Regions from separate parts of the Mus musculus genome. Here all the other regions are linked to region 1. A link is a contact called in public Hi-C, promoter capture Hi-C and targeted proximity ligation data. All regions are on one chromosome and are shown on one strand. The core of a region is the stretch at or near the end of the contact, and the rest is flanking DNA. Distances in the headings are between cores, read along the strand shown. Region 1 holds the start of Insl6 (insulin-like 6). Region 2 holds the start of Slc1a1 (solute carrier family 1 (neuronal/epithelial high affinity glutamate transporter, system Xag), member 1). Region 3 holds the start of Ranbp6 (RAN binding protein 6). Region 4 holds the start of 4430402I18Rik (RIKEN cDNA 4430402I18 gene). Region 5 overlaps Ric1 (RAB6A GEF complex partner 1). Region 6 has its middle 3.6 kb from the start of Gm9895.

The links. Promoter capture Hi-C pulls out the DNA fragments that hold promoters and counts their contacts. A called contact is a pair of places that touch in the nucleus more often than the background predicts.
Region 2: a contact with region 1 is called in a targeted proximity ligation map of pancreatic cancer cells. A contact is called at or near these places in 7 of 39 promoter capture datasets (the 3T3-L1 cell line, embryonic stem cells, hippocampal neurons and 1 more) and 3 of 130 datasets of targeted methods (embryonic stem cells and pancreatic cancer cells).
Region 3: a contact with region 1 is called in a Hi-C map of pre-B cells, with 4 times the contacts expected there. A contact is called at or near these places in 3 of 39 promoter capture datasets (3T3-L1-derived adipocytes, neutrophils and pre-B cells), 2 of 484 Hi-C or Micro-C datasets (embryonic stem cells and pre-B cells), 2 of 130 datasets of targeted methods (extraembryonic endoderm stem cells and memory CD8 T cells) and 1 of 9 other capture datasets (liver).
Region 4: a contact with region 1 is called in a promoter capture Hi-C map of hematopoietic stem and progenitor cells, with 5 times the contacts expected there. A contact is called at or near these places in 21 of 39 promoter capture datasets (the 3T3-L1 cell line, 3T3-L1-derived adipocytes, the C10 cell line and 16 more), 3 of 484 Hi-C or Micro-C datasets (CD8 T cells, the G1E-ER4 cell line and pancreatic cancer cells), 13 of 130 datasets of targeted methods (the NIH/3T3 cell line, the SCID.adh cell line, bone marrow-derived macrophages and 10 more) and 3 of 9 other capture datasets (adipose tissue, liver and pancreatic islet).
Region 5: a contact with region 1 is called in a targeted proximity ligation map of pancreatic cancer cells. A contact is called at or near these places in 4 of 39 promoter capture datasets (the C10 cell line, liver and macrophages), 1 of 484 Hi-C or Micro-C datasets (bone marrow-derived macrophages), 2 of 130 datasets of targeted methods (bone marrow-derived macrophages and pancreatic cancer cells) and 3 of 9 other capture datasets (adipose tissue, liver and pancreatic islet).
Region 6: a targeted proximity ligation map of the 230-238 cell line shows a contact between it and region 1, with 6 times the contacts expected there. A contact is called at or near these places in 14 of 39 promoter capture datasets (the 3T3-L1 cell line, the C10 cell line, the HPC-7 cell line and 11 more), 19 of 484 Hi-C or Micro-C datasets (B cells, the BV-2 cell line, CD4 T cells and 14 more), 23 of 130 datasets of targeted methods (the 230-238 cell line, the NIH/3T3 cell line, bone marrow-derived macrophages and 16 more) and 5 of 9 other capture datasets (adipose tissue, embryonic stem cells, liver and 2 more).

Annotation. Positions count from the first base shown.
Region 1 is chr19:29,323,126-29,327,187 of GRCm38.p6, reverse strand. Insl6 (insulin-like 6) reads left to right here and starts at 1,870. Exons shown (of 2, transcript NM_013754.1): 1 at 1,870-2,143. The coding sequence starts at 1,873.
Region 2 is chr19:28,833,263-28,837,324 of GRCm38.p6, reverse strand. Slc1a1 (solute carrier family 1 (neuronal/epithelial high affinity glutamate transporter, system Xag), member 1) reads right to left here and starts at 2,190. Exons shown (of 12, transcript NM_009199.3): 1 at 1,993-2,190. The coding sequence starts at 2,083. All of the region lies in intron 2 of Gm52404 (a long non-coding RNA gene), which reads left to right.
Region 3 is chr19:29,810,941-29,815,002 of GRCm38.p6, reverse strand. Ranbp6 (RAN binding protein 6) reads left to right here and starts at 2,029. Exons shown (of 1, transcript NM_177721.4): 1 at 2,029-4,062. The coding sequence starts at 2,053.
Region 4 is chr19:28,965,876-28,969,937 of GRCm38.p6, reverse strand. 4430402I18Rik (RIKEN cDNA 4430402I18 gene) reads left to right here and starts at 2,106. Exons shown (of 14, transcript NM_001374140.1): 1 at 2,106-2,135; 2 at 2,269-2,344. The coding sequence starts at 2,306. Plpp6 (phospholipid phosphatase 6) reads right to left here. Exons shown (of 1, transcript NM_028922.3): 1 at 3,137-4,062.
Region 5 is chr19:29,601,946-29,606,007 of GRCm38.p6, reverse strand. Ric1 (RAB6A GEF complex partner 1) reads right to left here. Exons shown (of 26, transcript NM_001081319.1): 24 at 3,558-3,735; 25 at 3,228-3,416; 26 at 87-2,147. The coding sequence ends at 1,859. Among named protein-coding and RNA genes, the nearest start is that of Ermp1, 44 kb to the left of the region's middle.
Region 6 is chr19:29,061,708-29,065,769 of GRCm38.p6, reverse strand. No RefSeq gene overlaps it. Among named protein-coding and RNA genes, the nearest start is that of Gm9895, 3.6 kb to the left of the region's middle.

The DNA.
Region 1 (4,062 bases), core at 621-3,120:
TGTTCACGGTAGCTAGGAAGTGGGGCCAGCGGAGACGTCCTTCACCATTGGTTGGGTGCTGATAATGCGCCGAGCTCCAGGGTTAAGAGCACTTGTTGCTCCTTCAGAGAACCTGAGTTTGGTTCCCAGCACCCATGTCAGGTAACCATTTGATCTGACACCCTCTTATGGCTTCAATAGGCACTACACATACCCATACATATATTTAAATATAAAAGCCAATTAAAAAAAAAGAAATGTGGTACATATGCACAATGAAATTTGAATACATTTATGAAGAAAAAACCCACAAAATTATGACCTTTGTAGGAAAATGGATACAAGTGTATATTATGTTAAATAAAGTACATTTGATTCAGAAAGACAAATATTTTATGACAATGTTCTGGAGTAAAATTAATAGTATGGGATTCTAGTAAATACATCTGAAATTAATTTTATAATATTAGAACTTATTCACTCAAAATTAGGCATGCAAATAATTTTTTTTCAGTTAAATAAATCCATTCAGCCATTATCCTGCTAATAATAGTGTGTAGCAGTTAAGAATGCATTCCCAGGCAGTGGGATGCTTTCGCGGGTTAAGGCACTTGCTGCCAAGCCTGACAATGTGACAACGATCTTGGGGTCCCATATGGTGCATGGAGAGAACTGGATCCAACTTATACACACACATCAGCAGTAAATAAACATCATAATAATAATAATAATATAATAATAATAATGGTGATGATAATTTATTGTAAAAAAGAATGTGCTCATATAAATAAATTAAGGCAATTTTTACCGGGAACCGGATACTAAATGATGCTTTTATGTACATGTAGAATCTAGACTTAAAACTATGTATTTGTGTGTTTATATATGTGTATGCTTAAATGTTTGTGTTTGTAGGTCATGAAACTACAAAAGGGATTCCGAGAGGGATGAGTGCTTAAAGAAGGTAGGAGGCAATCAATTAATAGAGGACATGTAATTAAAAAAAAGCAAAAAGGGGAATTACTAAAGGCAGGAACTGGGAGAGGGTGGTTAAGGGAGGCGAGTAAGAGAGAGTGAAGTACAGTGCGATAGATGTGAGAAGACACCGCGATGGAATGAGTAATTTTTAAAAAGGGTTTATTTATTTTATTTGATATGTATGAGTGTTTGCTTGCATGTCTGTATATGCACCACGAGTATGACTGGTACTGAACCGGAGTTACAGACTACCATGTGCTGCTTTGTTGGTACAGGGAAGCGACCCCGGATCCTCGGCAAGAGCAAGTTCTCCTAACTGCCAAGACATCTCTCTAGTTCCAGTACCAATTTTTTAAAGTTAAAAAATATAATCCATGAAGGAGATAAGTTTCTCCGAAGGGAAGAAATGGCTCCTGTAAACACTAGGCAAAAAGAAGATCACATTCCAGGTGTGGGGGGGATGCTGCATCTCAGAGTCCTAGGTTCTCATATTTCATGAGGCAGTTTCTTGGAGCGCACGACAAGGAAAATGAATGAATAAAGTCAGAGAAAGAAGACATTTTAAAACTTGCATTTCTGAGGCCAAAAGAGCCTGTTAATTTCAACTTTGACGACAAGGAAAATGAATGAATAAAGTTAGGAAAAGAAGACATTTTAAAACTTGCATTTCTGAGGCCAAAAGAGCCTGTTAATTTCAACTTTCTGCAAGCCGGAAGTCCATGTAAGCCTGGAACACCCCGCACCTAACCAAAGTGTTCTGGAGAAGATTGCCTGCGAGGGAGGGCAACCCGAGGGCGGTGCGGAGAGGGGCGTGGCTGGGGGCGTGGTGGGTGGCGAAGGCGGGGCGGGGCGGGGCGGGGCGGGGGCGGGGCGACGGCCGTTGCAGCGCGCCCGGCCCTGTGGCGGAGCCCAGGGATGAAGCAGCTGTGCTGTTCTTGTCTGTTGTGGCTTGGACTCCTACTGACTCCTTTCTCCAGGGAAGAGGAAGAGGAATCCAGACCCAGGAAGCTGTGCGGCAGGCACCTGCTGATAGAAGTTATAAAACTCTGTGGCCAAAGTGACTGGAGCCGGTTCGAGATGGAGGAGCAAAGTCCTATGACACAGTTCTTTCCCCACTACTCACGCAAGGGCAAAGCCTTCAACCCTCACCCTTCTTCCTCCGCCTGGAGAAGATTCACAAACCCAGGTAAAACTCTGAAGGGAAGGCTTGGTAGCTTATCAGTGTGCAAACTCCTCTTTTCTTATCCTTGACTTTGCTCTGCCAGTGAATTTCTGTAGGAAATAGAATTTGTACCTAGTGTACGTGTGAATACAGTTTTAAAAACCATACAGACTTATATGAAGTTCACTTTAGACTTAGAAGAAATAATTTGTTCAGAGTAGGCCTTATTAAAAAGATGGCCTTAGGTTTCATGTATACCCCAAATTCCGTGTGTTATAAGCTTAATCTCCAGGGCAGCGTTAGGAAGTGAAGTGAGGGAATTAAATTTTCTTGAAACGGAGTCAGGCCATTATCACAGAAGTGGATTGTCCTGAGTGAATCTGTTGCAAGATCACTTCATCCTCCTTTTCCGGCACCTCCGCTATGGGATGATGCTACAGGAAAAGTCCTTGGACCCTGGAGCATCTTCAAATCACGAGTCAAATAAATTCTTGCTCATTTGAAATTAACCACTGTCGGGGGCATTGTCAGAAGATAGATATAGGTGATGAGGAACTAGTCACATAGATAGGATGGGATGGGATTGGGGGCGTTTATTTAGAGGAAAAGTTTATTTAGGGGAAAGACACTGCTGTCTGAATTATACGGGGAAGAGCGAGGAGGTCAGGATGTGCTGAACAGGAGGGGAAAAGAAGCAACAGCGTAGGGCAGTAAGGTTCGTCCAGAAGGGCTGAGAGAGGGAGAGCAAAGCCAACGGAGCAATTCATGTGAAGTGAAAACTTAATAAAGGGCACAGGGAAGGACAAGGGCGGATGAGATGAGTCTCGGCATGGATAGCTCATCGATGCAGATAGGTAGATTGTAGTATGGGGACAGATGAAGCTTCTCTGTGGTTTGCAGCAGCACTGAAGGTGAACTAGCGTGCTGAATTGCATAGAGATCTCGTGGTCTTGACCTACCCTTGCCATTCTGATATTAGCCTTTCTCCTATGTTGTAAAATGTGTTTGTAGATTCCCTTAACTAATTTTATAGTTTTTTTCAAAGCAGTGTTTGTAAGTGAAGCAACTTATCAGAACTTTAAAAAAAAATCAATGTTCTTACTTGACTTGGAAATAAGGAATTAATGAGAGTCATAAAATGAAGTGGAACTGCTTGTAAACTACTTTCCTTTGCAACTAGGTGGAATTCACCCCTAAAACCATCTATGTGTGACTAGTTTTGCTTTCGATCTCTTTGTCATCGATGTGCGTAGCTTTCATATATCTGTGTCTGTCAAGATTTTCATAGGAATTCATTTCTGTTTGATTTCAAATGTTACAGAATTAATAACCATGTATTACCTAGACTATTTCCTCTTTTCTTACTGCATTTTGCTCCCTTTAATCTTTGCTTTTTTTGTTTAGTTATAACTCTGTCTTACTCACTGTAATAGCAGAAAAGGACGGGAAGCCACGCCCTCCAGCTTCAGGGGACAGAGCGAGCCTGGCAAAACCTCACACTGCAAGTGGGGGTTGGAAAGAAAGACCCAGTGATAGATTCAGAAAGGCCAAGAATCCACGCAGACTCTGACCTCCTCTATTTCCCTTCTTTCCCTTTTCTTCCTCCTCCTCGTCCCTCTCCTTCTTTTTGCCCATTTGTATTTGTGTTCCTTTATTCTATGACAAGCCTCATGCAATCTTTTCAGTCTTGAAACTCACTCTTTCTCCTCTTCCTCCTCCCCTCCTTCTTCCACCTTCTCTCTCTCTCTTTCTCCTCCACCACCTCGTCTTCCTCCTCTGTCTCTGCTTTCTCCTCCTCTTCCTCCTCCTCCTCCTCCTCCTCCTTCTCTTCTAATTTCAAACTACAGAAATGTGACTGAGCCAATTAGTTTCCCCACACACCATGGATTATCCTCCCCCATAAAGATTTCCTTCTTTGAGCTTACAGTGGGGTTACAGGATGC
Region 2 (4,062 bases), core at 941-3,440, 490 kb after region 1:
CTGACCATCGTAACGCAGTAAGGGCTAACAGATACCTAGGACCAGGGGTTTGGATCCCATTGCTTGTTAACCAGGCCGGCCAGTGTCGTCTGAGCAATGGGAGGTTCGAGTTTTCATTCAGAGCAAAGGTTCTCGGAGTAGCAGGGAGGAGGACCCCAGCAAGTGTCTGCTCGAGCACCCCGATGGTATTCTAAGCAGGAGGTTTCTCATACCAGAGTGGAGAAGAGCAAGGGACTGACTGCCTGTAAGACCTCAGCAGGGCACTTGCAATTTTACATGGCGAATTTATGGGCTCAAAACTAAATTCCAGAATCAAGTTCCTGTGGTTCACCTACACTAAAACCAGGTCCACTCGAGACCACAGGTCATGCCTGCAAAATAAGAGGAAACAAACCCTTTCTTGGCCTGAGGACTTTGCTTATTCAACTGGTCCAAAGGCCAATGAGCAACTAACCGGTAGGCTTCCTTTCTGGAGCAGGCTCTAGTGAACTGGTATGTGAACTGTGGGGCACCCACACTCATGCCAACTGCTGGTGGCAAGCACTTGGTGACCTAGTGGGATCTCTGCAGTGCCCAGGGCTTCAGACACACAGAACTGGGAAGGAGCCACAAGCTTTGCTCACCTCCAAGGCTTTCAAAACAGATTTAAAAATAAATTCTGTCTTCATCATTGGGAAAACAAGCAAGGCTATGTCTTCTGATCCATTCAGTCCCTTGGTAGGAGCTGTTCTTTAAATGTAGTGATAAACCTTTCCCCAAAACGCCCTAAACCACTTGGCACTGGGAAAGTGGACACTAGTGGGTTCTTTTGCACTCCTCTCCTCCCACCAACATCCTCTGTTAATGCGATTCAGGATGTTATTTATTTACTGGAAGCCTGACTTCCCTTTGCATAAGGTTCTGGAGGAACCCATGTGACCCCAAGGATTCCATTAACTTCCAAAGGCATTTTATTTTTGGCGGGGAAGACCTTGGACAGGAGCAGGCAACACCAAGCATTCCCAGACTCAGGAGCAAGGTGCAGTGCCCAGGGAGAAGGGGCTGCCCCATCGTCCCCTTTCCAGCAGAGGCAGCTGTAACTTCCAGATAGAGGGTGGAGCCTGGCTAGGAATCCACTTTCTCTCAAGGTGCACCTGTCCTTACCTGCTGGATGGCCCCACCTGGGGTGTGAAGACCCACAGGGTTCCCACCCTACAGCACATTGCCAAGTTTAGGTTATACAGACAACCTGGCCAGAAAATGAGATTCTAAACACAAGTAACTCAAATCTCTGAGCAATGGCCCGGACATCCACCTAGTCCTGGCTCAGCGGTATGTCAGGCATGGGCCACTTAAATACACCCAAGTGTGAAAACAAATAAAAGCAGCTTATATTATTTTCGATAGAAAAACGTGGTGAGCAGCTTGCCCAGGAGGAAGAAGGGGGTTGGGTTCTCTCAGCGCTGGTTCCCTGTGGCCTCAGTGAACCACAACTGCTGGCTCAGAAATGAGGCATGAATCTGACTGGAGAGGTACCCTCTAAGAAGGTATCTACCCTCTGCTCCAACATTCCCAAGGTCTCCACCATTCCGCGGGCTCAGATGTCTCTTTAAATCTGACAGAGAACAGTAATTCATACAGTCGCGGTTGGGCACGAAGGTGATGGTGGTGGTGGTGATGGTGGTGTGTGCAAGTGGTGGGAACAGTTAAGGATGAAGATCAAATTAAACCCCATTTAACCCCGCTTGTTTTCAAAGGACCCCTGCCCACCTTTCACGCGCCCTCTGATCATTTTGGAGAAAGCAGAGACAGCAGCCCGTGGAGCACCAGTATGGGGGAGGGAGGGGGTTAAGAACATTGTTTCCCCCGGGTGACACCAAAGCGCTCTGGTTGATCTGGAGCTTGGGGGCCCAGTACCGGGGAATGCGGGCAGCGCGTGCCACGCCGAGCCCACCCGGTCCCGCACGCGGCCTGGCCTCGGGCACGCGCCTGGTGCCCCCGCGCGCGACTCACCTAGTACCACGGCGGCCACGGTGGAGAGCAGCAGCCAGTGATTCCGTAGGAAGCGGCGCCAGTCACATCCCGAGCTCGTGGGCTTCCCCATGGTGAGCACTGACGTTTGCGATGAGTCGGGTAGCCTGGCCGATGCGAGATGCGGGATGCAGGGCACAGTGGAGACAACGCGCACCGGCCGCTGTCAGCGCTGCCACTGCCGCTGGGGACCGAGCACGGTGGTTTTGCGTGGCGGGCGCGCCTGGCTCCTCCCGCCGCCGCTCGCTGCAGCGACCGGGCCAACCAGCGAGACGGAGGGCGGAGCGTCCCGGCGGGATGGTGCGCGTGGGGCGATCAAGTCCCCTTGGGCTCCCGGTGGAGGTGTCCCACCGAGGAGCTTCTGACCCACTACGATCCTCACCAGTCTCCTTGGGGACGCACAGCCCTAGCCCAGTGCGAAGGGATTTGATATGGGACGCGTTTCTGCCTTGGGCCTCAGGCTTCAGAGCCACAAGAAGGGACACACTGTCAGAGCAGCTTTGGGGTGACGCACTGTCAGCAGCTTTGGGGTTTTTTTTCCCCACGTGATCTCTGATATTACCTGCGGGACTATTTAATTCTCTGATATTCCCTGCGGGATTATTCTCTGACTCGAGGGTCAGACAGGATCTGCCCGGACCAAGGCTTGGTTGTACACCTTGCGCGTGGGCGTGGTCATCTCTTGCACAACTTAACAAATGCACCCCTAGGGACTCGCCTTGTGGCCATTACTGGGTAATTAAGGCCTGCTGGTGTGGGAAGGTGGGCGGGCCTATTCTATCCCCAAGGCCAAATACCTTACAGGGTGTAGTTGGGAGAATCTGGGTTAGTGTGGTCACACACTTTGCTACCTGAATTTCTTATTCTGGTTTTACTCTTACTTAAGCAGACTCCTTTTTTTTTTTTTTTTTTTTTTTTTTTTTTGGTTTTTTGAGACAGGATTTCTCTGTATAGCCCTGGCTATCCTGGAGCTCACTTTGTAGACCAGCCTGGCCTCGAACTCAGAAATCCGCCTTCCTCTGCCTCCTGAGTGCTGGGATTAAAGGCGTGTGCCACCACGCCAGGTTTTAAACAGACTCTTATCTCCTTAGCATATCACTAACTAAGTGAGCCCTGTGCCCTTTTTGCATTCTGGGGTTTACTCTTTAGTTGGCTGTCAGGGGACTCTCCTTGACCAGATTACTCGACCACTAGAATCCCCCAATTAAAGCCTCATTCTTTTGGTTCAGAGTGATTTTTAAAAACCCTTCAAAAGACAATGGATTAAGCATTATTAACCATGCACACTATACTATGAATGATCTCACCTCCTTTCCAGGTGTTAAATTCTCAAAAGAAAAAAAGAAAAAAATCAGGAGAGAGGAAACTCCCTCGAGATTACTGGTTTCTTGGGGGAAGAGCTGGGAATAAAAATTCCCGAAGAGGGCAAACTATCAAGGAAAAGACTGGAGAGATGGCTCAGCGGGTAAGAGCACTGACTGCTCTTCCAGAGGTCCTGAGTTCAATTCCCAGCAACCACATGGTGACTCACAACCATCTGTAATGAGATCCAATGCCCTCTTCTGGTGTGTCTGAAGACAGCAGCAGAGTACTCATAAGAAAGAAAGAAAGAAAGAAAGAAAGAAAGAAAGAAAGAAAGAAAGAAAGAAAGAAAGAAAGAAAGAAAGAAAGCTTTCTAAAAAAAAGAAAGAAAGAAAGAAAAAGATTCACTCTACAGGACAGAGGAGGAGGAGGGATTGAAGTGAGAAGCCCACCTCCGTGTCTGGTCATTGAACTAATTCCTCCTATATGGGAATGTTGAGGGCGGGGGGAGGCACCCAGAGCTCTAATGAGAAGTTGCTCCAGTCACTGGTTTGCTTGACTCAAAGTTTTTTGGGGTTTTTTTGGGGGTGGGTTTCCTTAAGGGTTCATCCTCTCCACTTGCAGATGACACTTGAGGCCTTAATGAGCTATGCTCAACATCCATTTTATGAGAGCAGGGGAGTAAACTCCTAAATTCACCGTTGCTATGGCTGACGTCTCATACTTCATTGGGATTTCTCAGCCTAAACC
Region 3 (4,062 bases), core at 780-3,279, 490 kb before region 1:
CTTCTCCCTGGCCCCTGCAAACCTCCCCCTTTTCTGGGGCCCCAAGTCTCTCGAGGATTTAGTGCATATTCTGCCACTGAGTCCAGACCAGGCAAACCTCTGCTACATACATGCCAGGGGCCTTGGACCAGCCCATGTATGCTCCTGGCTGGTGGCTCGATGACTGAACAATCTTAACAGCATTTCAACTATTGTTGCAAGCTGTACTAATTTATATATACTCCCATATAATATAGCCAAGCTTCCCGGTGTTCCACATTTGCACAGGCCTTGGCACTGTCAGTCATTTACGTTCCAAACACTACAGAGGATTGTCACTGGATCTTGCTGTGGTTTTAATAAGCCCTTAGTATGCTAACGGATGCAGCTGTAGGGAAAGCATTTCTCCAGCATTCGTTAACATTTCCTAAAACTGCAGATGCAGAGGCTTTGCAGCCAAACTTTTTCTAGGAGCAGTAAGAAGAGCAGTGAGTCTGGTACAAGATGAAGCACTGTAGGTAAGATTTTAGAATCAAAACAAGAATTGATTTGATCCATAATTATAAAGTTTAGGTATTTATATAAAATCTCTCTGTGCTTATTAATTATGCATGTTTGGGTTACAGTTCTCAGAAATCTAGTACAGTAATTTGGAAGCTGGTCCTAACATCTGTATTTTAAAATAAACACCCTAAATGGCCTTGAAATGGTTCACCAAATGAGAAACACTGTTCAGAGACTAGTTTCATATTACAAATTAATTTATGAGACCACCTATTTGGTCAGTCAACTTGTTAATGTGAAACTAGACTTTCTCCATTTTGTGTGTATATGCAGCAGAATTTCACAAGACTGAAATTCAGATTTCTTGGCAAAGTTTAAGACAGAACACAATAAATGAAGGTCTCTGATGACGTTGCAAAAGCAACAGCGGCTATAGGGGATGTTCTGTGGTGACAAAAGGTGCCACTGCCTTAAGACTAGGTAGAATTTAGACTCATCTGCTGTGAGCCTCAGCCTCTCTGGCTCTTCATTTCTTGGTTTAAAGTAGTGCTTTGTCTGCCTTTATCAGCCTTACAGAATTACCTAGGGCTGAAATGAGTGTGACAATGGCTGGCAGAGAGGAAGATCTGATCTCAGACTGTTACACCTTATAATTATGGTTTTAAATAACTCATCTGCCTACATTAAAAATACATAGCCTTGGGGAATTTGTTCTTAGGGTAATCTTTGCAGCTTCCTATTCATGGGTAATTAGGATTCTAATAACTGAACTGTCATATTACAGTTTAGAAACACATAAGGAAAATCTTGAGTAACAAAAATACAAAAGTAATGTATATAGAAGACCAGGATTCAAGAAGCTTCATTATCATTACTCCAGATCACCTCCCACCTTACTCATTTGTCTTTCCCACTCTGTTAGAATCCACAGGACAAGAGATTGGGATGTACGCCCGAGTTTGAACATCTCGGGTTCTACTTCTTTGGGTGTGGCAACGGGGAGGAAATCATTAACCTTTGATTGAGTTTATTTTGCAAGTAGTTTTATTATGGTTTTACTCACTATACCCAGTTAACAATTTAAATTGTATAATTCGGTAGTTCTTAGTAGAACGGCATGACATTGGGGGAACCATCATCACTATCAACTGCAGAACATTTTTACCAACCCTCAAAAAGAAATCCCCGGACAGCAGTTATACTCCATTCTTCCCTCCTCCCTCACTCCATAGCAGGTGCTAATTAAAGTTCGTCTAGAGGTGCTTATTCGAGGTCTTTTACAAACAATAACGGCATCATACAGTATGTAGACTTGCGGAGCGAATTTCTCCCCATCTCCTTCCAGCCTCTACAGGAGCACATCGGTCGGAGAACAGGACGATACCCCTAAAACGCACTCAGCTCCGTCCACCCTGTAAAACCCAGACCCCCGCCTGCCAGCTTCACCCCGCCGCAGCGGAGAGTGGGAGCAGCGCCCCGCCCATCCCCGGCGTCGCCTCACTGACGTCACCGCTCCCAGCCGCAGACTCCCTCCCTCCTTCCCGGTCGCGGTAGCTTTGACAGGACGCGATGGCGGCGGCCGGGTCTGCAGGGTTGCCGGCGACCGTGTCGGAAAAGCAGGAGTTTTACCAGCTTCTGAAGAACCTGATCAATCCAAGCTGCATGGTGCGGAGGCAAGCCGAGGAGGTCTATGAGAATATCCCAGGTCTGTGTAAGACTACATTTCTCTTAGACGCCGTCCGAAATAGAAGAGCAGGTTATGAGGTGAGACAAATGGCTGCCGCACTGCTACGACGGCTTTTGTCCTCAGGGTTTGAGGAGGTCTATCCAAATCTACCTCCTGAAGTGCAGAGGGATGTCAAGATTGAACTGATACTGGCCGTTAAGTTAGAAACACATGCTAGCATGAGGAAAAAGCTTTGTGATATTTTTGCGGTGCTGGCCAGGAATTTGATAGATGAGAGTGGCACTAACCATTGGCCAGAAGGTCTGAAATTCCTCATTGATTCGATTCACTCTAAAAATGTGGTTCTGTGGGAAGTTGCACTTCACGTTTTCTGGCACTTTCCTGGGATTTTTGGGAACCAGGATCGTCACGATTTGGATATCATCAAGAGGTTGTTGGACCAGTGTATTCAAGATCAGGAGCATCCAGCAATCAGGACATTATCTGCTAGAGCTGCAGCTACGTTCGTCCTTGCTAATGAAAACAATATTGCTCTTTTCAAAGACTTTGCGGATTTGCTTCCTGGGATCTTACAGGCTGTGAATGATTCCTGCTACCAGGATGATGATTCTGTGCTAGAATCCCTTGTTGAGATTGCAGATACTGTACCTAAGTACTTGGGTCCCTATCTAGAAGATACTCTGCAGTTGAGCCTGAAGTTGTGTGGAGACTCTAGGCTTAGTAACCTGCAACGCCAGCTGGCTCTGGAAGTAATAGTCACCTTATCTGAAACTGCAACTCCAATGTTGAAAAAGCATACGAATATTATTGCACAGGCTGTGCCTCATATATTAGCAATGATGGTTGATCTTCAAGATGATGATGACTGGGTAAATGCTGATGAAATGGAAGAAGATGACTTTGACAGCAATGCGGTTGCTGCTGAGAGTGCCCTAGACAGACTGGCTTGTGGACTTGGTGGGAAAGTTGTTTTGCCAATGACCAAGGAGCATATCATGCAGATGCTTCAGAGCCCTGACTGGAAATGTCGACACGCCGGATTAATGGCCTTATCAGCCATTGGAGAAGGTTGCCATCAGCAAATGGAACCAATTCTAGATGAAACAGTTAACTCGGTTTTACTTTTTCTTCAGGATCCTCATCCAAGGGTAAGGGCTGCTGCCTGTACTACACTTGGACAGATGGCTACAGATTTTGCACCTAGTTTCCAAAAGAAATTCCATGAGATAGTGATTACAGCTTTGTTGCGAACCATGGAAAACCAAGGTAATCAACGTGTGCAATCTCACGCAGCTTCTGCTCTTGTTATTTTTATTGAAGACTGCCCCAAGTCATTGCTAATTCTATATTTGGAAAATATGGTAAAAAGTCTCCATTCCATCTTGGTAATTAAACTTCAAGAGCTGATTCGGAATGGAACTAAGTTGGCCTTAGAACAACTTGTGACAACCATTGCTTCCGTTGCAGATGCAATAGAAGAAAGCTTTATTCCATATTATGATATATTTATGCCCTCACTCAAACACGTTGTTGAGCTCGCTGTTCAAAAGGAACTCAAGCTTCTTCGAGGAAAAACTATTGAATGCATTAGCCATGTTGGACTTGCCGTTGGGAAGGAAAAATTTATGCAAGATGCATCAAATGTGATGCAGTTACTGTTGAAAACACAATCAGACTTAAATAACATGGAAGATGATGACCCTCAGACTTCTTACATGGTTTCAGCCTGGGCTAGAATGTGTAAAATCCTTGGCAAAGACTTTGAGCAATATCTCCCACTGGTTATTGAGCCACTTATCAAGACTGCTTCAGCTAAGCCTGATGTCGCTCTCTTAGACACACAGGATGTGGAGAACATGAGTGACGACGATGGCTGGCAGTTTGTAAACCTC
Region 4 (4,062 bases), core at 857-3,356, 360 kb after region 1:
TGCAAGACGGGCTTGAGACATTATGGATATAGCAATGCCACATCTCCGTGGCATCTGGGAGTCCAAGATGAAAAATAACCCTAAAGAGACACCTGGGTGGCATATGTAAACTTGTGGACATGTTAATTGGTATATATATTGAGTGTCACCTTAATAAAAGACAGTGAGTTAAACAAAGGGTTACAAAAATAATACTTGGCTAGGTAAAGGAGAGAAAACAAAGACAAAAAGAATGGCTAGGTAGTCCAAGGGAATTCAGAAGAATTCAGGATTCTGCTACCCTATCAAGGTGAGTGTGGTAAATCACGAGTCAGGAGAGTCTAGTCATATCAAGAGGTAGAAAGACTGAAACAGGGTATGCAGATGTGACAGTGTTTCCAGGGACCAATAATCTCTGCGTTGTGGAGGCAGGGAGGTGGCAGGGCCCTTGGACTCAGACATGACTGTTGGGATGAGTTATGTAGCCTTGGGGAAGAGGCTGTAAAATACAGGTCACACTGTCCTCGGAGAAGTGCTGTGGCAATGGAGTGACCATATGTGACACGCCCACCTCTGTGCAGATCTTCAATCAGAACTGATTCCTCCCTTCTATTTTGCCTCTAGAAGCTTGGCTACCAATTCGTTTTGTCACACTAGTATTGTCACCGGTGACCTGCCTGTGAAGATCATCACAGGTCTTGTAGCAGCTAACTGTAGTGAGGAGTCTGTGCTCCGGGTTTCCAGAGAGCCGAGAACCATCTGTATATATATCTTTGTGTACTAAGAGAGCACTAGGAACTGGGTATAGATGAAATGCTGAGTCCCTCATTACCCCAAGGTTTCCCTTACAGAGAAATAAACTATAGCTACTGAAGGGAATATCGTCAGCAGTATCTTTTGAGGGACAGCTCCCTGTAACTGTTTCAACTACAGAGATCCTCAACGTAAAGTATCAATAATAAGTCACAAGATAATCTTTAAAATTCTATTTTGAGTCAGGGTCTCATGGCGTCCAGGCGGACGCTCAAACTCGTTAGATTATTTGTGGTGGTTTGAATATGCTTGGCCCAGGGAGAAGCACTATTAGGAGAAGGGTCTCATTATCTACTCCCACAGACACATTTCCTCCAACAAGGACACACCTATTCTCAACCTCCACAATATTCCAGGCTCATTTTGAATTTCCGACTCTGTCACTTCTGCCTTCCTAGTGCTAGCAGTACAGACATGGATGAAAGACAGATTTATTCTGTTCTGATGAATAACACTAGGCAAACATTACCAACGGAACCACATGGTACCGCCCTCATTTTAAAAGAATCTTTATGTTTTTACTTATTTCATTTTTTTGAGACATAGACCTTCCAGGGAATTTTTGATTGGCTAAAAAAAACACTCGCATTCTCCTTTTGTTTGCTGTTTTGTTGTTGTTTTTTAAGTAACATATAATGGGAAAATGTCATTTCTCTTGCCAGTGAAGAAATCTTTTTCTGCCCGATCTACAGTGTAACTGCTGTTTTGGCAAATACAATAACTAGCCCCTGGGGGATGGTGCAATCCAATGCTCACTTCAAACTACCAGGAAAGCTAAACAGTGCAGGGAAGAGGAACTGACAGCTGATTTCTTGACCCGAGGTTCCCAACTTAAGTCTCTTTAGAAATGACCTATTTGTAGTTAGCACACTACTCAATGTATTGACAGCGAACATGCTTTCTGGGGCAAAGAAGGAAACAAGACATTTAATAAGCAAGGAGTCCCCTAAGGGACAGACAACTATGATAACTAGAAATGGTCACAGGAATCCCAGTGTCTGGGGCCCCTTTGCCACTAAAAATGATTACACAATGGAGCTATGATCACATTGTACTTTGGGGATGGAAACTGTTAAACATTTGAACACAATAATTGGGGCCACAGTGTGTCCAGGGAGAGACAGAAAAAAAAACTTCCAACATCCGTGGACAGGTTCCCGGACCCTTAGACAGTCACTGGGCCAGGCTACCACCAGGGAGGGTGAGAAGACGTAGGGTTCCCAGCAGAGCATAAATGCGCCTGCGTCTCAGCCTCGCAGGAGTTCCAGAGGAGAAGGTTGAGTGTTTGAGTGTCCATGGCAACCGGACGCTTCAGCCTTCTGAAAGCTCACACTCCAAAGCTTGTGAGACACCCGTCCCGGTGGGAGGGACCTGGGCTGGGAGCACTGATGGGGGAACAAAGGGGAGGGGGTGGGGGTCAGGGAAGCTTCTGGAAAGCGCTTGCCTTGATGTAAACTAAGAAATAATTGGTTCAAGGCTCAGCACAAAGGATCTTTGCGGTGCACAGGGAAGGATGCCTATGGAGGTGGTGGTGGAGCTCCAAATCCGGGCGGTAAGACACCTGCGAGCCTACCTACCGCGTCACCCCAAGTTCTCCTTTGCTTACTGCACACACATTGTTTGGGGGGGCAGATCTGTGCTTCTGTCCCTAAGATACCACATATTTATCTCCCTTGTATCTCTTAGCCTTTAAACTCAGTTCAATCTGTTCCGCCTTTCATTTTTCTTTCCCAAACCGACATGTTCCTTGGCTTCTTTAAAACAATCCTGACTTAGGTTAAAGCAGGATTTTCATTTGTGAAAGAATTTATTTTTTTAAAGTAACCAAGGAATATAACATTTTTAAAGCTCCACGTTTGATATTGTCCCCTCACGTCTAGGGATCGCTTTGGATTGCTCATTTCAACAGGGTAATCAATCTAACAATAAACACTTTGTGATAACCCACCAACTCCTCCTTAAATGAGGGGCAGGGGCACGTGACCATGACCTTGCTGTTCCCATTTAGGAGTCAGCCATTCCTCTGGTTTTGCTCTCCTGTCCTCCAAGGCTGGCATGGAGTGTGGCCTCACAGTTAAACGGGGGCTTAGGCCATAGTTAGAAGTGGATGCTAAGAGGATACAGCATGGAGATCCAGTGAGATGCTGTGTAATCAGTAAACTCTATGGTTTCACTGAGCGCGTAGAAATGAAAGGAAAAACGAGAGGGTCCTGGTTTTGGTTCCATCTTGCTGACAGTTCTCAGTTGGGCTGTATCAATTTCAAGTGTTCAGGATGAGGAAGGAGCCCCCAAGAAGCCAAGTGATCTCTCTTACATCAAAGCAGAAATTAAAGATTTCACCTCATATCATTCAACATTACCAGTTTAATTTATTTTGATTTTTTTTTAAAGGCATCCTTCATCGTACAAGTAATTAACAAAGAAATCAGTTTTTTATTCCAGAGAATTTAGGATTATTCATGAAGTCGGGTAAATTGATCTGATCTATATTTTAAAAGCCAGCAAACTCAGGCCCCAGCAAACAAAATATGGAATTTCAGAAGTGCGACTAGAAAGTAGAAGTGGGCCCTTAATTAGCAGACTTGGGGACACTATAAGAACAAACAGTCACTTTCAAGTGTCTGGCCTGAATGTTATAATGAAAAATGATCTTCAGAAATTTAAACACACCTAGACCTCTTAGAACCTCACAGCTTAGCTGATCTGATGAGGGGAGAGGTAGTCTGTGTTTAGGTTGTTGTGGGAATGTGATAACTGTTTTATTTATCGAAGGACTTGTTCCAATGGGTGTACCAGACTCCCACTCTCGAAGGTCCTACTTCCTCCTACTGAGAACTGGTTTATCATGTCCATCTTCCACAGTCCTGTCCACCCATATCTTTGAACATTAGACCATAGCCCACAGCTCACAGTCCTTTCTATTTATAAATGCCAGAACAAGTGGCCATTGAGATTATCTGATGATGCCACTTTCACCAGTGATTTAAAGACTTTCTTTCCAGACACAGCAGCATTTACAGATGTCATGAGCATACCCCTCTTTGGTCTTTCTAGGTCAGACTGTAATCAGAGTCTACCATATTATTTGGTCATCTTTGGTCTTATGATTGGGGGGGGGGGGGCGCCATGAATGAACAGCTTTCAATGTAAACAGAAATTTAAGAGTTTTACCTAATGCTCACGTAGGGCAATAGGCTCTCCTGAAAAGTTTCAAGTTGTGTCCTGTTACCTAAAATGTGCTGAACACAGCACAGTGGGACCGATAGGGAA
Region 5 (4,062 bases), core at 653-3,152, 280 kb before region 1:
TTTTAATAACTAAATACTTACATTAGAAACTGACTACATACAAAAGAATTGCTGGCTTTTTTTTCCCTAATGGAATGGGACAGAAGAAATTTCAGCTTGCTTTATTTATTTATTCATTTATTTTGCAACACTGCATCTACGTATATAGGAAACCTTATTCTCTATTTTAAAATTCAGAACAAGGTGGTGGTTTGATACAACTTAAATAAAAATAGCACCAGAAGGACCAGGTACCAATAACATATTTCACCCATCCAGTAATTTTATTATGTAAAATTATTGCACTTCTAATGTAGAAAGTAAATAACAGTAATTACTAAATTCAATAATTTTAACTAGTTGGTGAAATTTGAAATAATTTCAAAATAATGCTGAGGTTTCCTCTAAAAGATACTGCCTAAGAGGACCTCGTCTATCTCTCTAGTTTAAAAGGCAGGGATAGAGGGCTGAACTCCACTTCTAAGCTATATCTGCATTAGAAGAGAGGCTGTTTTACATGGTGGTACGAATTTGGTCCACATCAAATACATTGTTGTTATAAAAATAAACAAGATTTTATAAAAAATAACATTGCATTCCTTGTTCAAATTGCACAGTACAAATAAGCTATCTAAAGTAATACTGTTATTAATAATTAGAATTACATGTGATAGGTATGTGTTTAGTCTGAAGCAACTGAATATGTAGTTCTGCTTTCATAATGTATGAAAAACTAAAATTTAAGTCACATCTAGAAATACATAAAATATTTTTAAACTTTATAATAAAGAATTTACAAACTAATTTTTAGTAGCTGATAATACAGGATCCCACAGTCTATTTACATAAAAGCCCGTTTTTATTCAATTTACAAAAGCAATAAATAAGAAACTACATTAATTTGCACAAAACCTGTTCCGCCTCATGATCAGTGGGATGACCACTACTTTACAGCTGGGCCAACAAACCTGTCTTCCTCTATGACAACTGCTCATTTTGGAAAGAAGAAAAAGTCTTGTCTTTATTCCAAGAGTGAGTATAGTCATGCAGAATCCAGCGTAAAACCTTACACATTATAATACACGCATTAAAAATATGGACAGTGCCTTTGAGTATATTTACATGAATATTCACAAAAAGATACAGTTCTTTGATACAAAATTTAGTGGTGTCAGCATAATTGATAAGAACCCCCTCACCCTCTGCCCACATTGATCTAGTAGGAAATTAAGCTTGCTAAAACAGGCACATTAACTCACAGGTAAATAGCTTCCGTCATTCAGGACTGCTAGTCAACAGAGTACCAAAGCCAAAGGGTCTCTGTCCACTGACCCACACTGTGCAAGAGTAGGATTCAAAGGACCAATCAGAGTCCCGCTGACTCTATACAAGGAAGCAAACAAGTAGCTCAGTTACCTGATGAGCTACAGCACCTTAACACATATTTAAAAGAAAGTTAAAAACAAACAACCCACCCCACAAAAACAAAACCAGTCTAGACACACACTAAACCAGAAAATATATAAGCTGTAAGTAGTGAAAAAGTAAGCTCGCTTGGGGCAAAATAATCCCTCCTGTTAAGAATAATCCCTACAACTACCAATCTGTTGTAAATAAAATCAAAATATTCCATGTGTGCATCTATATACTGTTCACTACTTTCTATTGCAGCTTAAATTTTTCTTATGAAAGATGCTTTGATACCACACTTTTTTTTAAGGAGTCAAAGAGATTTAGAGGAAGAGTTCATTAAATTATAATACTTTACGAAAGAGTTCTGACCCAAGTTCTTTTACCTGTTAAGTCATTCGGCAGGCCACAATGACTCAGTTGCAAGCTGCTGTGACTAATACTGCCCGCTGTGCCGTGCTCACTGCTGTCAGGACACAGAACAGTCATAAGCCCCATCCTGAAGTGGCTCCTCCTCATCCGCCTGTGTTGTGTCCTCTTCTTTCCGGCTGACCACGTTGTTACTCCCAGGCTCACTCTGAGAGATGCTCCCATGGCTGCAAGAGCCTCTGTTCTCCTCTGCCCGGGGACTGGTCTGTTCAGGAGTCTTACCCACTGTTACTGGCTGGAAGGTGTCAGGCTGGACCAGTTCTTCTGTTATCTCACTGAGCTTCTGCAGTTGTGGCTTAATGATGTTTAAAAATGGCTTATATCCAGGGCTGAGTAAAGGGGGAAAAATTAGCTGTCATCTGCTATAATTCAAAAGACTTGATAGAGGGGCTAGCTAAGGAGATGGCTGTTAGTTGATAAAGTGCCTGTTGTGCAGGCACGCGGTCTTGAGTTCGATCCCTAGGACCCACCGACAAAGCTGGTGTGCTGGTGCTGACAAGACACAGATAGGATTTCTGGAGGCATGCTGGACAGCCAGCCAGCCTAGCCCAATCAGTGAGCCCCAGGTCCCAGGGAGAGATCCGTCTTAAACAACAAAGTCAATAGCTCCTGGGAAATGACACCAGAAGCCGACCTTTATCTTTTGCACATGTGCACAAGTACCAATGCAAAGTACCCACAAGCACAACTTGGTTAAGTGCACAATAAGAAACAAGGAACGAAAGACTTTAGACTCTAAGGGATCATTGCAAAGTATCTAACTTAAACTCATTTTGCAATTACAGAAAACCAGATCTAAGGGAAGAAAAGAGCTTCAAATCTATACTTGACTGCTGACAAGGACAGGACCTCACTCCCACCTGCTGCTTCTAACTGGGAGATGCTAGTAGCTGTCATGGAGCCTTGACATTTACATAGACTACATAACCTGTCTTTCTGAATACTTAGCCACAGAACTACCAATCTAAGTTCTAGCCTCATGACCACTTGTATGGCATAAATTTTAAGCCAGCATTATATGTTCACGTTATAAACTAACCAACATTATAAGCTATTCAATGGACAGTACCCATTCAAGAGCCTGAGTACAAATTGGTTAAAGGAAAACTACTTTAAAACATAAGTATGAAAGTATTTTTTAAGTTCCATAAACTTAAAACTGTCCAAATGAGTGAACTTTAAGTTCTTGCTTTTTTGGGACAGGTATCATATGCAGTTCTGGATGACGGGAAGCCTGCTATTTAGATTAGGCTTACCGCAAACCCACAGAGGTCTGCCTGCTTCTGCCTTCCAAGTGCTGGGACTTAAGGGATGTGCTACCTACCTGGCAGTTATAATGGTCCTAATGTGACAAAGCCATCATTCGCCAAAGGATACCATGCTTATTATGGAAAGCAGCATTCACTCACCAGTCTGTAGAGGCCCAGCGGTCCACTGCTTGCAGCCCTGATTTTATGTTCTGTAACATCTCTCCATCCATCTCGGAAGACTGAGCAATCCCAAGAAGCTGACTGACCACTGAGGATTCTCTGAGAATCAGGCCGATGACAACACACCAGTCCAGACATCCCGCCTCCATGAAAATGTGCAGCAAATAGCTAGACATAAAGCAGCAACACAAGGATCTGTATGAATGACAATAGCTGACACACACAAAGGGAGGGCAGCAAGTACGCAGAGGGATCCATCTGCACAGAGACCTCCGGGCTCTCTGTGTTCTCAAACTCGGAGACACTCACCGAAGCTGGACCTGAGATTTATGGGGTCCTTTACTCGCCAACTCCATGGAGATGTGCTCTAGCTCAGACTGGGTCAAGCTGAGGGTGGAGAAGTTTTCATCCACCATTGTCCAGTCTCCATCCACCACGGAGCTGCTTTCAGTCAGGTCTGTAGCTGAGCCAATGCTGCACTCATCCCCTGACAAAGAAATCGCACAAGTTATTAAGTGAGCTTTTCATTTCACAAATGAGTGTTTTCCCTTTCATTATAAATGTTGCTTTTAAAATGCTAGCTTCTCTTCAAGATTTCAAAGTAAAAACATTCAATCTACTGCTAAAATAGCCATTATATGAACAACAAAAAATTATATGCCTTAGGATGGGAAAATATTCTAATTTTACAATTAAAATTAATAGCAGTTGGGAGCCTTCACACATGACAAAAGCTTCACCCAGCAGTGATGATAAAATGATAGCCCAATACTAGGTAAATGCCTGGCCATTAAGAAAGCTGTTAGAAAAAAAA
Region 6 (4,062 bases), core at 555-3,054, 260 kb after region 1:
TCTCCTACTACAGTCCTGGAAGACCTTGTACTTGCAATCCTGCCTGAGCGCCCTGAAGAACCCAGCTACTTTTCTTAGTCTTACAGTCAGCCACTCGTTTAACCTAAGGGGTCTTGGTCCTTTTAAGGATTCTGTTTAGAAACCAGAACACAGCTGATCTCCCTCCCTTCCAGTGCAGAAAACTGGGGCTATGTGGACATGACCATGTAAGGACTCGGGCATTCCTCTAGATTTATTCCACACACACACAGTGGACTTGATGCTTCTGAGCTCAACCCCATGCAGCTTTCCCTAGAGTTTTCCCTAGAGTTGCATGTTAGCTCTTCAGGAATGGGAAGCTCTGCCCCCCATTAACTCAAACACATCTGTATGCAGTCTTCATGCCACTTGGGCTCCTATGCTCATACCAGACACCTCCAAACAGGACACCCCCCTACGAGTCAGTTTGGGTCACACTGGCTTCTGGTTGCCTGTTTTGCTTGGCTCCTATCTAACTGTATACCAGGTTATTCAAGGAAGAAAATGAGAAATTGTATCCGTTCTTTTGTTATTTTATAGTATTTGTTTTAAAAAAATTATCATACAAGGTATTAGTCATCACAGTATTTGTTTGTTTGTTTATTTTTGGGACAAGGTTTCTTTGTGTTGTCTTGGCTGTCCTGGAATTCACTCTGTAGACCAGGATGGCCTTGAACTCACAGAGATCCACTTGCCTCTGCTTCCCAAGGGCTGGGATTAAAGGCATGCACCACCACCACCGAGCCCTTAAAGCATTTAATTTAATAGATTCTCCTTTCCCTCCCCTCCCCTCCCCTCCCCTCCCCTCCCCTCCCCTCCCCTCCCTTCTCCCTCTCCCTCTCCTCCCCTTTCCACCCCTCCCCTCCCTGCTCTCCTCTCTTCTTTCCCAGGAACTCTATGCTATGGTGTGACCTAAACTGTGTGATTCCCTTGAATTACGCCCTCTTGTGCAAGGAGTCTGTGCTGTAGACTCCTTGCTTCCTCCTTCGAGTCCCAATTCTCTCTGCTTTGGGCTTGGAGCCTTGGGAAGACAGCAAGCACCTCAGGATGGTTCCTCCTTCAGGGCCCCTGGCTGAAGGTCTGCTGGCAGAAGAAACCAGTTCAGCCGGGGCCATGGTCTTGCCTGATAGTTGGCTGTTGGTTCAGGCCAGCCCTATCAGTCACTTGCACGCCGATGCCCTTTGGGGGAAGGGGAAGAGGCGTTGGCTACGGAGCCCCAGCCTTTAACTGTGGGCTGACTTCCCACGTCTCAAAAGACTGCCAAGACAGCCCTTCAGACAGCTTTGTGAGGGAAATGGTTTTAAAAGGTTAGTCCAATTAAACACCCATAAAGGAAACAGTAGATGACTAACAGAAATTACAGGCTAGCTACACTCTTACTGAAATGGCAGACTCATTTGTGTCTTTGAGTAATTTCATAACACACAGTGCTTGCTCATAGAGAATGAAAACTAGGACCATTAGGAGTGTCCATCCAGTCCTTTCATTACCTCCCAGGCCTTGTCAGGTTGCGTTCCCTGGCTTCTCTCATTCAAAGCACGCCATCAGAAACCAAATTACTCATACAAGTGAGAGTTACAGACAAAGTAAATACGTAAAAATATAATCCAATTGAGCTGCCTTTGAGGCTTGAATTTCCAGCAAAACATTTCCTGGGACGGCATTTACGTCGACTCAGCGCCACCTGCCGGTAGGTGGAATCTTAGCAACTGAATGTTCATTGGCCAGGCACGGCCACGTGGGTAGAGTGGGGGCGGGGCAGCTCATTCCGCCTATTCATTCTGAAAGCAGTCAGGTGTGTTGGTGAAGTGCCAGGCGCTGTGTCCTCAGTGAAAGGAATATCATCACTGCCCTGTCTAGTGCCGTACTTCTTAAAACTAGGCACAAGCCGGAATCATCCTGAGATGAAGTTCAGACTTTTAGACTCTCCTCTAAAAAGATTGTAGTTAATGGACTAGAATAGGTCCTGAGAACCTGTATTTTTAAACAGAATGGCTGACTCAGCAGTTCTCAACCTGTGGGTTGCGACCCCTTTGGGGATATTTCACAGGGGTTGCCTAAAATCGTCAGAAAACACAGATATTTACATTGCCATTCATAATAGTAGCAAAATTACAGCTATAAAGTAGCACAAAAAATATATATATATGGTCGTAGATCACCACAGCATGAAGAACTATATTAAAGGGTCACAACATTAGGAAGGGTAAAGACGACTCATCTAGGTGATTCTGAGGAACAGGAAATCCATGAGGAAAAAGTAAATATAGAGAAAAGCCGAAAAATCTGTAAAGGCAATGGGGCCTGGGACTCCCCTACTTCTGCAGGTAGCACGAGGAGCCACAGCCAGAGCAGTTGTAGGCAACTGAAGGCTTAGGTTTGATTACTAGTGTAAGATGGGGGTGTGAGTATGATATGAATGTTGTTGCCCTGCTTTTAACTATGGCTGCAGGTGAGCCCTGGGCTCCCATTCATGTCCTGGATTGACTTGGTTTTGAATATAAGAAACAGGTATAGGTCCTATAGGTCCCCTTCTCAGCATCCTTCTATCCCGTGGGTCCTGGGGGTTGAACCCAGGTCATCACTGCTGTCAGCAAGCGTCTTCATGCACCGAGCCGGACCCCTGGCCTTCTAAGTCCTTTTGTTTTGTATTGGTTTTGCTTTGCTGGGAATGAACATGGCTTTCCTGCTGAGCCCCAGACTAGCCCGTTCTTTATATGACATCACACCATGCCCACAGCTGATCTGATCCAGCCCCTGGAATTCCTTTTATATCTGTGTAACTTTCTCCACAGATATATGTCTGTGGGTGCTATTTGGAGTCAAAAACAGACTTTTTCTGGATGTCCACTCTTTGTCCCTAAGGGGCATGGAGAAACTTCTCACTCTGTTCTTCTGCTGTTGATACAAAACACAGTTCTTGCCTCAAATGGGATAGTTTATTCTGGAGCCAAATGTGGGTGACCACAGCCCAGGAACACAGATCCAAGCAGACCAGAAAGATAGATCCCACTGCAAAGGGCCACATGAGATGTATTAATTATGGAACAAAGTCATAAGTCAAGACAGTTACCAAATACACTGGTGGAGACAACAGTTAGGCAGGCTACAGCAAAGCAGGGAACCTTTGTTATAGGTCCCAGATGTGATCTGCTAACATCCTAACTTCTGGGTTGGTGGAAACTGGTGGTCTGTTAAGAATACATCCTGGGTCAGACACAGGGATGGGCAGTGCATGGCTTTCAAAGATATTTTGCTCGGGTCTGTAACAGTCTTTGTGTATGTGAGGATGTGTAGATGGGTGTGCTTGTGTGTGTGTGTGTTTATGTGTGTGTGTGTGTGTGTGTGTGTGTGTGTGTGTGTGTAAGGATGCCCTTATAAGTGCACAAAGGCCAGGCCAGCCGGGAGAGGTCAGGGGACAGGTGACTTCCTCATTTGCTCTCTGCCTTATTCCCTTAAGATAAAGGAACCTGAACCTGGAACTCTGGTTTTCACTAGGCTGGCTGGACAGCAGGCCCCAGGATCAACCAGTCTCCACGCCTCATTCCCCCTTCCTCAGTGCTGGGGTTGCAGGTGCCAGTGGCCATACCTGCTCTTTCAGTGGGTGCTAGGGATCTGAACTCAGGTCCTCTGGTTGTATATCTGCTGTTCTCCCACCCCCAGTCAGGCTCAGAGACATCTCCCCAGTGCCTGGTCCTCAACAGTTTCTCTCTCCAAGATCATTAGTTCTTCTTCAGTTTCAGTATATATGGTATACACAGGTATACAGGGATGTTTCTTACCTGTTTTCATAGGTCATAAATAGATCACTGTCCTAGTTAGGATTTTACTGCTGTGAACAGACACCATGACCAAGGCAACTCTTAAATAAGGACAACATTTAATTGGGGCTGGCCTACAGGTTCAGAGGTTCAGTCCATTGTCATCAAGGTGGGAGCAGGGCAGCCTCCAGGCAGGCATGGTGCAGGAGGAGCTGAGAGTTCTACATCTTCATCTGAAGGCTGCTAGCAGAATACCGGATTCCAGGAAGCTACGATGAGGGTC